2 separate regions of the Pan troglodytes genome follow, and region 1 is linked to region 2. A link is a contact called in public Hi-C data. All regions are on one chromosome and are shown on one strand. Each heading gives the region's core, a stretch centred on a gene start, on an enhancer-like site or on the middle of the called end of the contact. The rest is flanking DNA. Distances are from core to core; before and after follow the strand shown.

Region 1 (6,258 bases), core at 3,613-6,112, 230 kb after region 2:
CCTCACGATCACGGATCCTGCTCCACGATCACGGATCCCGCTCCACATCCACAGTGCCAGGTGCACAGTCAGTGCCAGGGGCACGACACAGATTTCAGAGTGAGGGAATGTGCAGAAATCATGAAACTACCCTTCTGCAAAGCCTGTTCAGATAAATTTGAATGAGAGGAGCTTCCTTCTGTGCTCCCAGGCTAGTTCTAGAAGCCCCTTCTCATCCTATGGATGCCCATTCCTGCAGGGCCGCTACTGGCTGCTTTTTAACCCTGGGATCAGAAAAGGGGGTAAGAGGGAAAGGCTAATACACCCAGTATTGGGGGGTTTTTTTGTTTTTGTTGTTGTTGTTTTTTAAGACAGAGTTGCTCTGTCGCCCAGGCTGGTGTGCAGTGGCGCAGCCTCGGCTCACTACAACCTTCTCCTCCCGGGTTCAAACAATTCTCCTGCCTCAGCCTCCCGTAATACCCAATATTGTATAGAGAAAACATCTGCCACCAGCCCAAAGGCAGAGGCTAAAATCGATCTTACATGTAGATAAGCTTAACTATGTGTGTGAAAGGGTCTTCTACAAACCGTGCTGTCATCTCAATTTCGCTTTGTAAGGACAGTTTCCAAAAGGGCCAGGAAGTTGTGTAGACATACTCTATTCCTGGAGTCCTATCCACAAAGGTTTGTAAAATGAGCTCAAGAAAACAAAATCGTGGTCTCAGAGAAAGAGCTAAAGGAAAGAATATCACTTTTAAAAAATCAGCAGCTAAGCTAAGCCTTCTATCTTCCCTACTCCCTACAGTACTAAAACTTTTATAAATATACAATGTACACAAATGACAAGAAAAGTTAATTTACCAAATTTACACTATTTGAGGTTTAAAAAAAAAAAACACAAACCCACTCTAGCATTTTTTTTTTTTTGGCTCTGTGTCTGAGACCCCTGATCTACAAACTTAAAAATAAAACTACTCATAAATTCACAAAATAGGTATTCAATGACTTGGCAATTTCCAAACATATTTAATAATTACACCCTTTTCATTTCTGAAATTCGAGTAATACAGCATACAAAGCACAGCTTACAAAACGTTCTCATTGTCCTGTGGGCCAACATATTTAATTCAACGTACTGCCGCCCAGCTCCACTGTCCCACAGTCTCCAAGGACAGAGCTCGCAACACCTAGGCCCTAAAAATGCCAAGGTGGCAAGCAGGGGGTTACACCCACAGCCCCGTCCACTGACACCTTCAGACTCAAGAGCGAGTGCCACCGCCCTAAACGGAAAGACACTCGTCACGGCAGCATCTTTCAAGTGAACAGAAAGTGTAGTTTCTGACCTCGTCAACATAGTCCTTAAAGTGCTCTAGGTTAGGGGAATTCTCGGGTGAAAACAGCTTTCGTCTACATCCATAAAATCTTCAACAGCAAAGTTAGTAAAATAAAGAAAAATCAGAAGAAAGATGATGTTCCCTTGCCAGAGAACAAATACATAAAAGATACAGGAGCTCAGATCACAAGCCAGAGAAAGAGAATGCCAACTGGACACACAGGATGATCTCACACCAACGACCTATGCAGGCCCTGCCTCAACCACTGGACGTCTCTGACTGACACTATTACTTCTGCCGTCTCTGATTGAAACTATTACTTCTGCCATCTCTGATTGGAACTATTAATTACTTCTTCCGAGGATTCCCTTTCCTGAGGCTTTTAACTGTTTAAGTATGCAGTGTGTGGGGACCACAAAATACAATACAGCTTCACAAAAGCAGGCTTATAAAAAAATCAGTGTTATTTTCTCTACATACTTCCACAACAGATGTTCCCCTCAATCCTGAAGATTTTAGTAAAACATAAGGACTGTTTAAAAAGGAGGAAGTGGGGGAAGAAATGTAGCAGATTACTCAAAATCTTTCTTTTTCGTCCTACTTATTTTAACATCATTTTCCAGATCTCAAAGACTTTTGTCCTATATTAGAAAAAACAAGCAGCCCAGTAAAAACATCAAGAATAGCAGTAAGGAGCTTCAAACCAGGGACCAGGCACCAGATCCAAACCTGAGAGGATGAGGGAGGGGAATACCAGCTCTCCTGCAGGTACGTTTCTCCCTTCCAAATCACCTGGTGGCTGGAGAAGCTCAATATGAAGCTCTTCACTTAAGGCAAATACTATGATAATAAAATATCCTTAAACAAATGATGGCTGAAAGCTGAAAATGCAAACTTTAAAAAAAAAAAGACCTAGATAAAAGACAGTGTGTACTCAGAGGTAAGTAACTCCGTCTAATTCTCCAGAGACCTGCAGGACTGCGCCGACTTCCTATCCCTATTTTGAGGATAAGCAAAGTGAGGCCTAGAGAGGAGAAAGGTTTTATTCTCCACGTTTTCGCAAAAAGGGCAGAGAGAAACATTTGGATGGGACTTCAGGGTGACCAAATGAATGCAAAGGCAATTTCCTTAAGTGCTAAACAGTGCTGAATGCTGAAGGGCTCCATACCCTTACATTCACCGGACGTGCCCCCACATTTCAGCCAACCAGTGGTTATGCACGTTCAAAGTTCTCCTTCCTTCTAAAGGTCGCGTCTAGGTCATCTCTGCACAGCGTCCCTTTCTGCAGTGTGAACAGATCTGTGATATTTGACCCGCTGAAAGAAAAGTCACACTGACCCTGAGATCCCCCCATGGTAAGGCATTCTGAGATACCTGAGCTGTCTGCAGACACTGAGGCTGGAAGTTTTTTTTTTTTTTAATTTAATACAATCAGGATCAGGGAGGGGGGATGCCGAGGTAAAGCAGTGCACATACCTTTCAACTGGTCAGCAACCACGCTCTGGCCCAGCCGTTCAATAACTTTCCCATCTTCCATTTCGTACCGGTCATCTAAGTATTTTGCGGTGGCCTCAGAAATGTGAACTTTGCCGGCCACTCCCAGCTGCTCCATGAGATTGGCCAGGTTCACATCGTTGGACCACACGTCAAATTTAAACCTCCTCATGCCCAGGATGCCGCAAAGGACGGTGCCCGTGTGCACCCCGACTCTCATGTTCACCATCTCCTTCTTCTCCTGGCAGAACTGCTCGATGGCCTTGATCATGCCCAGGCCCATCTCGATGCAGCAGTAGGCATGGTCGGCCCGGGGCTCGGGACAGCCAGCCACGCAGTAGTAACAGTCTCCCAGAGTGCTGATTTTCTCACACTTGGTCTCCTCACACAGGCGGTCGAAGCGACCGAACAGATCGTTCAGGAGACCCACCAGGGCGTGGGCAGACTTGTTGGCACTCATCTTGGTGAAGCCCACGATATCTGCAAATAAAATACTGACTTCTTCGATCTGCTGCATCTTAAAAGGGCGGAAGGCTATAGGAGCTTTTTGGATGGAAGACTTTTTCTTCCTGTTCTTGGGGCTCGAGGTGGCATGCCTCTTGACAGAATTCTCACTCTCCTCATCTCCCTGCTTCATTAAGTCATCGGCTATGATTCTTGGCATCACGGAATGAATCATCCTCTCTTTGAGGGCTTTTTCCACTTCCAGGTCCTTCCCGTGCATAATGGATTGCCCCACCTTGAGGAAGGTGCTCCTGGACCTCACCTGGGACATGACGAACAGGTGGACCCCGATGGCGTGGATGCAGCCGTGGAGCAGCGCCCTGCTCAGCAGCTCCCAGTGCAGGGCCCCGGCTCCGGGCGAGGGGAAGCAGGCTTCATCCCGGAAATGGTAGCCAAAGGTCTCGAAAAGGACAGAGTAGGCCACCCCCAGACACAAGCTCAGGTACAAAGGTAAGTGCATGACGGTATAGAGCAAAAAGAGCACTTCGATGCACATGGAGAAGCTCCCCACTTGAGATAAGCAAGTATCTGTGGGCCGGGCTGTGGCCGTAAGGTTGGAGCTGTCGCCGCGTCCTGAGACAGGCGTCAAGACCTGGAACTGCGCAGCCAGGGTCAGGGCGAACACCAGCAGGGTGAGAGCCAGCGAGGTCCACGCGTAATGCCGGGCGTACAGCTTGGTGAAGGTAAACAGAAAGAAGCCCACACACACCAGGAGGAAGCACAGCGCGGGGGCGACCATGACGATCAGTCTGGATCTCATGTGGACCGCAAAATAGATGCTCCACAGAAGGCAGGCGAAGCCGATGTAGAAGAGCGCATATCGGAACCGGCGCTGGGTCTGCGGGAAGCAGCGCTCCAGGCAGGCCTCCTCCAGGTTCACCGAGTCGAACTTGGGGTCCCACCAGCGGCTGGAGGCCCTCTCGAACAGCTGGGGCAGCTTCTTCTGCCTGCGCAGCCGGCCTCCGCCGCCCACTCGCCGGGGGACGCCCCCGGAGTCCCCAGAGCTGCTGCAGCTAGAGGAGATGCTGTATTTGCAGTGCTTGGGGTGGCTGTTGGAGGACAGCTGCTTGGGGTTGATCTTGACGCGCACGCTGTTGCTGTCCCCGCTGGAGTCGCAGCTCACCTCGGTGCTGTGGTGATGCAGCAGCTGCTGGTGGGGCGGGGAAGCCATGTTGTCGAGTCCCGGGGCCTGCCCCGGCCGGGGTCACCAGTACCTGCCAGCAAAACGGGGAGAGTTAGCGGCGCTCCCACCTAGGCACGCACGCCTAGAGGCCCGGGACCTGCTCCTGTCCTAAGGGGCGGCTCCAGCACGCGACCTGGACAGGCACCATCTGTTCCTGTGGTTCCCGGCTCAGCGGTGCTCCCACCGCCCCCACCGCCCCCACCTTCGAGGCGCACGAGAACCGCTCGGGACGGACCTAGAACGCCCGGGGGTCCCCGCCGCGTGGCCGCGTGGCTCCGGGACCGCTTTGCTCGCTCGCCTTCCGCGCCTCTCGCCCCGAGGGTGGCCTCCGCGCCGCGCGGCTTCTCCTCCTCGCGCGCTCGCCTCCTCCAGCTGCGGCTCCGGAGGGAAGTTCAGACCTTGAGCGCTCCCAGCCCCGCGAGCCGCCTGCGCACAAACAACTCCGCTGGCGGCGCGGAGCCCTCCATCCTGCAGGAGCCGCGCTCCGATGCGTCAAAGGCGGCGCGCGGCCGGCCCCGGCCCCGACCCCGACCCCGACCCGGAGCAGCGAGCTTCGGCGGGCGCCCCCGGCCCGCGCTCCCCGGCCGCCCCCCGCGCTCCGGGCCGGCCCTGCCCGCGGCGGCGGGCGCTGGGGGTGGGGGCGCCCCGGGCTGCGAGTGCGGAGCCCGTCGGCGCGGCCCGTCTAGCGGGGCCTGCTTCCCCCCGAGTGCGCCGCCGCTCCCGCCGCGGCCGCAGCTGTCCCGGGACCGAGCGCGTGGAACCACGGACGCGGGCCCCTCACCGGGCGGCGGTGCAGACGCTGCCGCAGAGCCGGGCTCCCGCGACGCCGGCCGGGACGCCCGCCCGCCCGCGCCCACGCCGGGGGCCGCCTCCCCGAGCTAGAGATGCGGCCGCCGCCGCGCCCGCCGCCGTGTCCCCCGCGGCCGCTGCCTCATGTCGGAAGAGCTGCCGCCGCCACCATCTCCGGCCCCCGCCCCGCCCGCTGTCACTGACAGACGCGCGCCCGCGCCGCCCCTCGCCCAGCCGCAGCGCGCACGCGCGGCCCGCGCACGCCGCCGCCGCCTCCTGGCCCCGGACACGCGCACGGGCCGCGCGCCGCCCCGCCTTGGTGCGCGCGCTAGGCTGGGGCTGGGGCTGCGGGGCGGGGCGGGGCGGGGCGCGCACTCGGCTCCGCCCTCCGCCCCGGGCGGCGCCGCTTCTAGGCGGCGGGCTGTGGCCACTGTCCGCGCTCCGGGCGCTGTGGGCCCGGCCTCTCTCGGCGCCCCAGAGGCCGCGCGCCGCCCGGGGTCCCGACCCTGCGGAGAGACCTGAAGGCGCCTGCCGTGGAAGGAGCCGCTGGCCGCAACGTTTGAGAAATCAAAATGTTGCCTTCCCACTCGGCACGCCTTTGGGATAAATCGAAGTTTCCAACCGTTGGATTTCCCTCCCGGGAGGCTCCCCTTGCTCTGTAAGCAATGAATGCGGGCCCCGGGGCACTCGGCCTGCCCTGGACCTGCTCACGGGGCGACCTTCGCGGGCCAAACCTCCAAAGCTGGGCCCACCGACGACCACGTTCCCCCGCCCCAGGGGTAGTTTACCTTGCTGTCCTTGAGCCCTTCTCATCCTCCTCATGAACTATTGCTTTTCCTTTTACACAAATGAGACTTTCAAAGGAGTCCGCGTCCTATAATGGCAGTTGTGCATTGGCCTCCATAAACATTGCCACGTGTAAATAAAATCCTATTCTCTCTAGCATGCAGATCCCGACCCCTTCTCCCCACACTC
Region 2 (6,743 bases), core at 19-2,518:
TAGAAAACTAAATACTTCTCTTAAGCAGCTATGATAACTTAAGAAAGTTTCCAGGGAAGCCGTCTAATGAAAGGAAACAAACAAACAAAAAGATGATTTATTCAGTATCCTGCTACATTTTTTTGAAAAATTGGAATTCCTACATTCCTTAACATAATTCTTTGTACATCTACACTGTGAAAGCAACACAAACTCAAATGTAGATTGCAGCCCAAATGAACTTAAATCTGCTGTTTAACTTTCTTTTGAAGTTATACATGGAAATGAAACACACCACAGCAACTTTCATGACATCTTGCTAACGAAGTTTGGGTTTTGAAAAATGGAATGACTAGTTGACTAAAAACACACACGCACACACACACACACACACACACACAAAACAAGGAGTTTTGAAAATAAGCACTAAGCATCTTTCCAAGGAACTCACTCATTCCAAGAAACTTCGGTTCTAACTCGCAAGCTGGCGGCTGCTGTGAGTGTCCTCTGACTGCAGCCTGGTCAATGTGTCGCCAATCCAGAAAACACACTGCCCTACCTTTGGCCGCGATCTTGCTTTCTCTAAGCATCAAAGGTACCCTCCGCTGTCATTCCTCTGGACGGCCACGCGTGTGGACACGGCCGCGGATGGATGCGTAGGGCATTACCAAAAAAACCCACACGCTGCACTTTACTTCTTCCCTCCTGGAGTGCCACTAGGGTCCCCGCGAGGAGGGCTGATCGGGTGCGGGGAGGCCGAGTGCACCGGGCGTGTGCTGACCAACTCGGGCCCAGTGACAAGTCCTGCGACGAACTTCCACCCTCCCGCGCGGGGCGAGGGGAACGGGCTGCGGGGCCTGCTCCGAGCTCCCGGCTCGATCGGTATCCGCGACCACGACCCCCGGACGCTCTCTTTCAGGTGGGGGTGACAGCGCGCCCCGGGTCCCCGCCGCCCCGGACCCCCTCCTCACCTGTGCTGTCATTCGCCGAGAAACCGGGCGAGCTGAGTTTGGCTCTTTTGGGGTTGGGCGGTCCGTCCAGCAAGTTCTCAGCCATTTTCACCTGCTCGCGAAAACAGCCCCGGGCGCGGGCGGCCGGGCCGGCGAGGGCCCGGACGGGGGTCGGGGGCCCTACCGGCTGCGAGGGAGAGGAGCGAGCGCGGGCCGCGAGCGGGCGGGCGGGCGCCGAGGGAGAGGGAGGGCGCAGGCCGGGTGGGGGAGGCGGCGGCCAAATCTCAGCCACAGCAACAGCGCCCCGCAGCGCTCACCGCCCGCCCCCGGCCGCCGCCGCCGCCGCCGCCGGCCGCGGCCCCCTCATCCCCTGCCCGCCTCCCGAGCGCGACACTCCGCGGTGGGGGCGCCCCGGCGGCCCGGCCGCCCCCCCGGGCCCGGCTGGCAGCGACGGCGCCCGGCCGGGCGGCTCAGGCAGTCCCCGAGAACATGGTGCCGCCGCCGCCGCCTCGCTCCCCCCCCGCGCCCCACTTAATGAATTCGCTCGCGGCCCGACGACGAGGGGGCTCCGGGCTCCGCTCCCCGCCCGCGGCCCGCCGCCGCCGCCGCCGCCGCCGTGAGGAAAAACAATGCGCCGAGCGGGGTCGCCGCCGCCGCCGCGGCCCCCCCACCCCCGTTCCGCCGCCGCCGCCGCTGCCGCCGCTGCCGCCGCCGCCGCCGCCGGGCTCCGGGAGGCCGAGCAGAGAGGCGAGCGGGGCCGCCGGGGCGGGCGCCGAGGGCCGGGCGGAGCGGGCCGGCCGGGCGGAGCGGGGTGCGCGGGCGGTTGTGGGGCCCGGGACCGGCGGGGCCGAGTAGATCGCGCTCGAAGCCCCGGTCGGGTCCGCGACAAGATGGCGGCTGTTGATTCCTCAATTAAAAAAAAAAGAAAGTTTTTTTTCTTCTCTTTCCAGAGCCTGAACGGGGAGGGGGTGGGGGCGGGGCACGCCGGTGCGTCACCCCCCCGCGGCGTCACCACGCACGGCCCCCGCCCCGCCCCCTCCACCTGCGCCGGCCGTGGCGGAAAGAGCCGAGCGTGCTCGGGCCGAAGGGCTGAAGGCGCGGCCGCCAAGCGTAGGGAAGCGGGCGGCCGGGCGCGGGCCAGGCCTGCGGGGCGCCTGGGCTCCGGGCTGAGCCACAGCTTTTGTTCTGATGGCGACCAGGCGTAGAGGGCCGGGGCTCCAGGCCCCAGCGGGCTCCGGGAGCGGCGGCCTGGCCGCGGGCTGGGCTCTCGGGCGCGGATTCGACGCCAGCCCGGGCCCGCCCGTCCCGCTGGGGCGGCGCTGCGTGTTCCCAGCTCCTTGCGTCCCTTCCCCAGACCCTCCTAGGTGGCGTCGGTCGGGAACGGTCGGGGCGACCCCAGCCCAGGCCGCGCCACTAGCCTTCGCCGCCGGCCAGGGAAGTGGAATGGCCTCTGCAGGTTACAGACCGCCCTTGGGTCCTGCCGACGAGGTGGGCGGATGGGGAAACTGAGGCGGGGGGCGAGCAACTGCTCCAAAGTGGTCGAGGCAGGAAGTGGCAGGGCCGGGATTCGGGTCCCGCCCTACCTCGTGACACTAGGGAGTGAGGGGGCCTCACGCCTGTTCGCATCCCAAGGCGGCAGGGCAGACACCCTCACCTGTGAGAGCGGGGTGGCCAGGGCCGGCCTGGGCGGAGAAGGGCCCCCGCATCGGGGCTTAAGCCTGGACGCCCAGGCCGCACTCCCCGCCCCAGGCAACTTGCCTGGCGCCTCGCAGGTGCCCCAGACAGGGGTGCGGGCCTGGGGAGTCCCCCACGCGAGACCACAGCCCGCGGGACACTTCTACGAATACCCAAGGTGTTCCCATCCCAGTTAGTTATCTGCGCCTCCAAACTTGCCCGGCTTCCTCATAAAGGTATCAGCAGCTCCACTGTTTCCTAAGCCAGAAACCCGTGAGTCAGCGCGGATTCCTCCCTCTCACCCGCCACGCGCCCCTCTACCCACGGTCTTTACCTGGGAGACTGCTCCTCCCGCACTGTCCCGGTGGCTATGGTGGCAGCTACTCACTTAAGTGTTCTTTGCTCTCCACGTTTCTCCCCACGCAGCACCAGAGTTAACATCCCGAAAAGAGAGGGAGAAAATCTGTTTAAAACAACTCCCTGGCCAGGCGCGGTGGCAGATCACCTGAGGTCAGGAGTTCAAGACCAGCCTGGCCAACATGGTGAAACCCCATCTCTACCAAAAATACAAAAATTAGCTGGGCGTGGCGGCGTGCGCCTGTAATCCCAGCTACTCGGGAGGCTGAGATGCGAGAATCACTTGAACTGCGGAGGCCAGTAAGCCGGGATCTCGCCATTGCACTCCATCCTGGGCGACAAGAGTGAAACTCCGTCTCAAAAACAAAACAAAACAAAACAAAACAAAATCCCTGACATAGAAAAAGAAAACACTACATAGTCTTTCTTTAAAAAAGAACACGTATGAATTCTCTTAAAAACATAGGTGTATGTACATATGGTGACTGTCCTTGAGTGTCAAGATTGAGTGATCGTTCTGCTTTTCTGTGTTTACCTGTACTGCTCAAAATCTTGGACCGTGATACCGCTCTTGAATCTGTCTCTTCTACTTTACATGGCTCACTTCACCATCATCATCCTACACCCACTTGGCCAGTAGGCAGTTCACATCATTCAGGTTTTTTTTGTTTTTTTTTTTCAAATGCTGGTCCCTGTGCTGAGATGACATGCCTGGCAAATTCTAACTCATCCTCCAGAACCCAGTTGAAATGTCACCTACTCCAGGAAGCCCTCCTAGCCCACTCCTCGGCTCCCATATCACTTCTGGGCTCTGTGAGAGAACACATAACACATCCTGCCCCATCTTCCCCACCTCCACTGCCCCCGAATTAGTTCATGTTTTTACTTATGCATCAAATAGCTCTTGAGAATCCCAAGGGTATCGAGACTGTGCTAATCCCCTTGGCCAAACATAAAGAGATCCCCATATATTCAAGGAGTTAAAATAGCACACCCTGGAAGCCATAAATGGAAGTATTCAAGAAGTCAGTTTGCACAGGAATGGCAAGAAGTGTATCAGTGGCACAGGGCAGGCCACACCCTGTATCTGAATGCTCTGGGTGTCCATCTCACCAAGGGTCTGTGAGCTCCTTCGGGGCAAAGATGGTGTCTTAGTCACATAAACAGTGCTCTGCAAGAAGAAGTAGGTTTGTAAAACTGAATGAGTGATGAGCTGTGTCAGGTGCTCTGAGTCCTAGAGGCCTTCAGGCCACTGAAAAGGGTGGGCCCCAGCCTGAGGTGGCTCCAGGCCACTCTTCAAACGGGACAAGGTGTCCAGCCACCTAGAGGTCTTAGGGCCTGCCTTGGGGCAGTGGAGACACCATGCAGCCCCCCAGGGGTCCGTTGGTGAGTGGTTTACACAGAAGTGGGCACAGGAGCTTGAGCCATTCCCTGACAGGTTTCCATTTTACAGAGGAAAGCAAGGGAACTCAGTCGCAAGGACTCAGAAGTAAATAACCCGGACATGGCAAGGCTGGGCCTGGAACCCATGTCCTCACTCTCCAAAGACCCTAGTCTTCCTGTCTCACCACGTTCCACCCTCAAAATATACCGGCTCTGCAGTCCCTTTTTCTGTCTCATTGTTCTCACCTGTATCATTTTGATCAATTCTGGTATTCACTGATACCTGTTTTTTCTTTCCTTTCGATTTCTTCTCCCTTCAGTCTGACTCAAAGAACCCTGAGCTCAGACACTGATGGGGGAATAGCAAGGAGGGAAGCGTGGCTCCTGCCTGCACTCACTTAGCTGGGGATCACCTTCAACAAGTGAGTGCCTTAGGGATACCAGGCCGCTCTGCCATGCCTCCCATGGATAGCACTTCCTACAATCCTGGAAGGAAAAATTGTCCTCATTTCACAGATGAAGAAATAAGGCACAAAGGAGGACAAGCCACCCAGCCACGAAGGGCCTTCACTCCGGTGCACACCTAAGGCTTCCTGCTCTTTCCACAAACCTCACCCTCTCCAGTCTCAGATACCACATTAAAAAACAATCAAAGGACTGGGCATGATGGCTCATGCCTATAATCCCGGCACTTTAGGAGGCCGAGGTGGAAGGATCTCTAGAGCCCAGGAGTTTGAGACCAGCCTGGGCAACAGTGAGACCCTCATCTCTACAACAAAATGTTAAAAAATGAACTGGGCATGGTGGCGTGCACCTGTAGTCCCAGCTGCCTGGGAGACCAAGGCAATAGGATCACTGGAGCTCAGGAGGTTGAGGCTGCAGTGAGCTATGATCAAACCACTGCAGTCCAGTCTGGGGCAACAGTGAGATACTGTCTAAAAAAAAAGAAAAAGAAAAAGAAACGAAAGAGAAAGAAATGGAATTGGAATTGTTGGCCGGATGCGGCGGCTCACGCCTGTAATCCTAGCACTTTGGGAGGCTAAGGTGAGTGGATCACTTGAGGTCAGGAGTTCGAGACCAGCCTGGCCAATATGGTGAAACCCTATCTCTACTAAAAGTATAAATAAATGGCTGGGCATGGTAGGGGGGCACCTGTAATCCCAGCTACTTGGGAGGCTGAGGCAGGAGAATTGCTTGAACCCGGGAGGCGGAGGTTGCAGTGAGCCAAGATCGCACTCCAGCCTGGGCAACAAGAATGAAACTTCGTCTCAAAAAAAAAAAAAAAAGAAAAAGAAATGGAATTGTTGCAATTTGATATTGATTGTCCCTTTCTAGGCTTAAATAGATTAAAAGATAGCATCAGGTTTGGACTTTGCCTTCAAGCGATGCAGAACAGCATTGGGGAGAAAAACACAAACAGGACACACATTGAAAAGATAAGCAGAGAATCCAAGTCAGAATAGCACAAAATCATAATAACTGATCCCCCAGGGGTGGGAGTCCCGGGGTTGGGGGGCAGAGGCCTGGGGGAGTAGTCCCAGGAAGGCAGGATTCCAGCCAGTTCCTGGTGGACAGAAGGCAGAATGTGGTCTGGTGGTGTGGAGGGATCCAGACAGAGCTAGGTTCAAGTCCCAAACCTACTGCTTTTTCTTAGCTGTTTTGAAAACAAATACCTTGGCCAGGCGTGGTGGCTCACGCCTGTAATCCCAGCACTTTAGGAGGCCAAGGCGGGCAGATCACCTGAGGTTGGGAGTTCGAGACCTGCCTGACCAACATGGAGAAACTCCATCTCTACTAAAAATACAAAATTAGCCGGCCTTGGAGGTGCATGCCTGTAATCCCAGCTACTCGGGAGGCTGAGGCAGGATAATTGCCTGAACCCAGGAGGCGGAGGTTGTGGTGAGCCAAGATTGCACCATTGCACTCTAGCCTGGGTAACAGGAGCAAAACTCCATCTCAAAAAAACAAAAAAAGAAAAAAAAACAAATACCTCCTCACCTGCTGAGAGAGTTGAGGTGCGGTGGAGATGAGATGGAGGGTGCACAGGGTCCCTGGCACACCAAGGCACCATATAGCTGCTATTTGGGGCAGTGGGAAGCAGGCGCTCAAGGGTGAGAAGCCCCTCTCCTCTCTCTGCCGTCCACATGGGAGGCTGCACCCGCCCCTCTCGTGGGGGACTTGCTGTTGCTTTTTTTTTTTTTTAAAGTATACTTTAAGTGTTAGGGTACATGTGCACAATGTGCAGGTTAGTTACATATGTATACATGTGCCATGCTGGTGTGCTGCACCCATTTACTCGTCATTTAGCGTTAGGTATATCTCCTAATGCTATCCCTCCCCCCTCCCCCCACCCCACAACAGTCCCCAGAGTGTGATGTTCCCCTTCCTGTGTCCTTGTGT

What was found. A called contact is a pair of places that touch in the nucleus more often than the background predicts.
Region 1: a contact with region 2 is called in a Hi-C map of stem cell-derived neural progenitor cells, with 4 times the contacts expected there. The contact joins the promoter of ADCY9 here to the promoter of CREBBP in region 2. A contact is called at or near these places in 1 of 7 Hi-C or Micro-C datasets (stem cell-derived neural progenitor cells) and 1 of 1 datasets of contacts at active chromatin or transcription factors (stem cell-derived excitatory neurons).

The regions. Positions count from the first base shown.
Region 1 is chr18:6,757,513-6,763,770 of NHGRI_mPanTro3-v2.0_pri, forward strand. It overlaps ADCY9 (adenylate cyclase 9), which reads right to left and starts at 4,863. Exons shown (of 11, transcript XM_016929306.4): 1 at 4,730-4,863; 2 at 2,790-4,525. The coding sequence starts at 4,482.
Region 2 is chr18:6,527,496-6,534,238 of NHGRI_mPanTro3-v2.0_pri, forward strand. CREBBP (CREB binding protein) reads right to left here and starts at 1,269. Exons shown (of 31, transcript XM_523285.8): 1 at 951-1,269. The coding sequence starts at 1,035.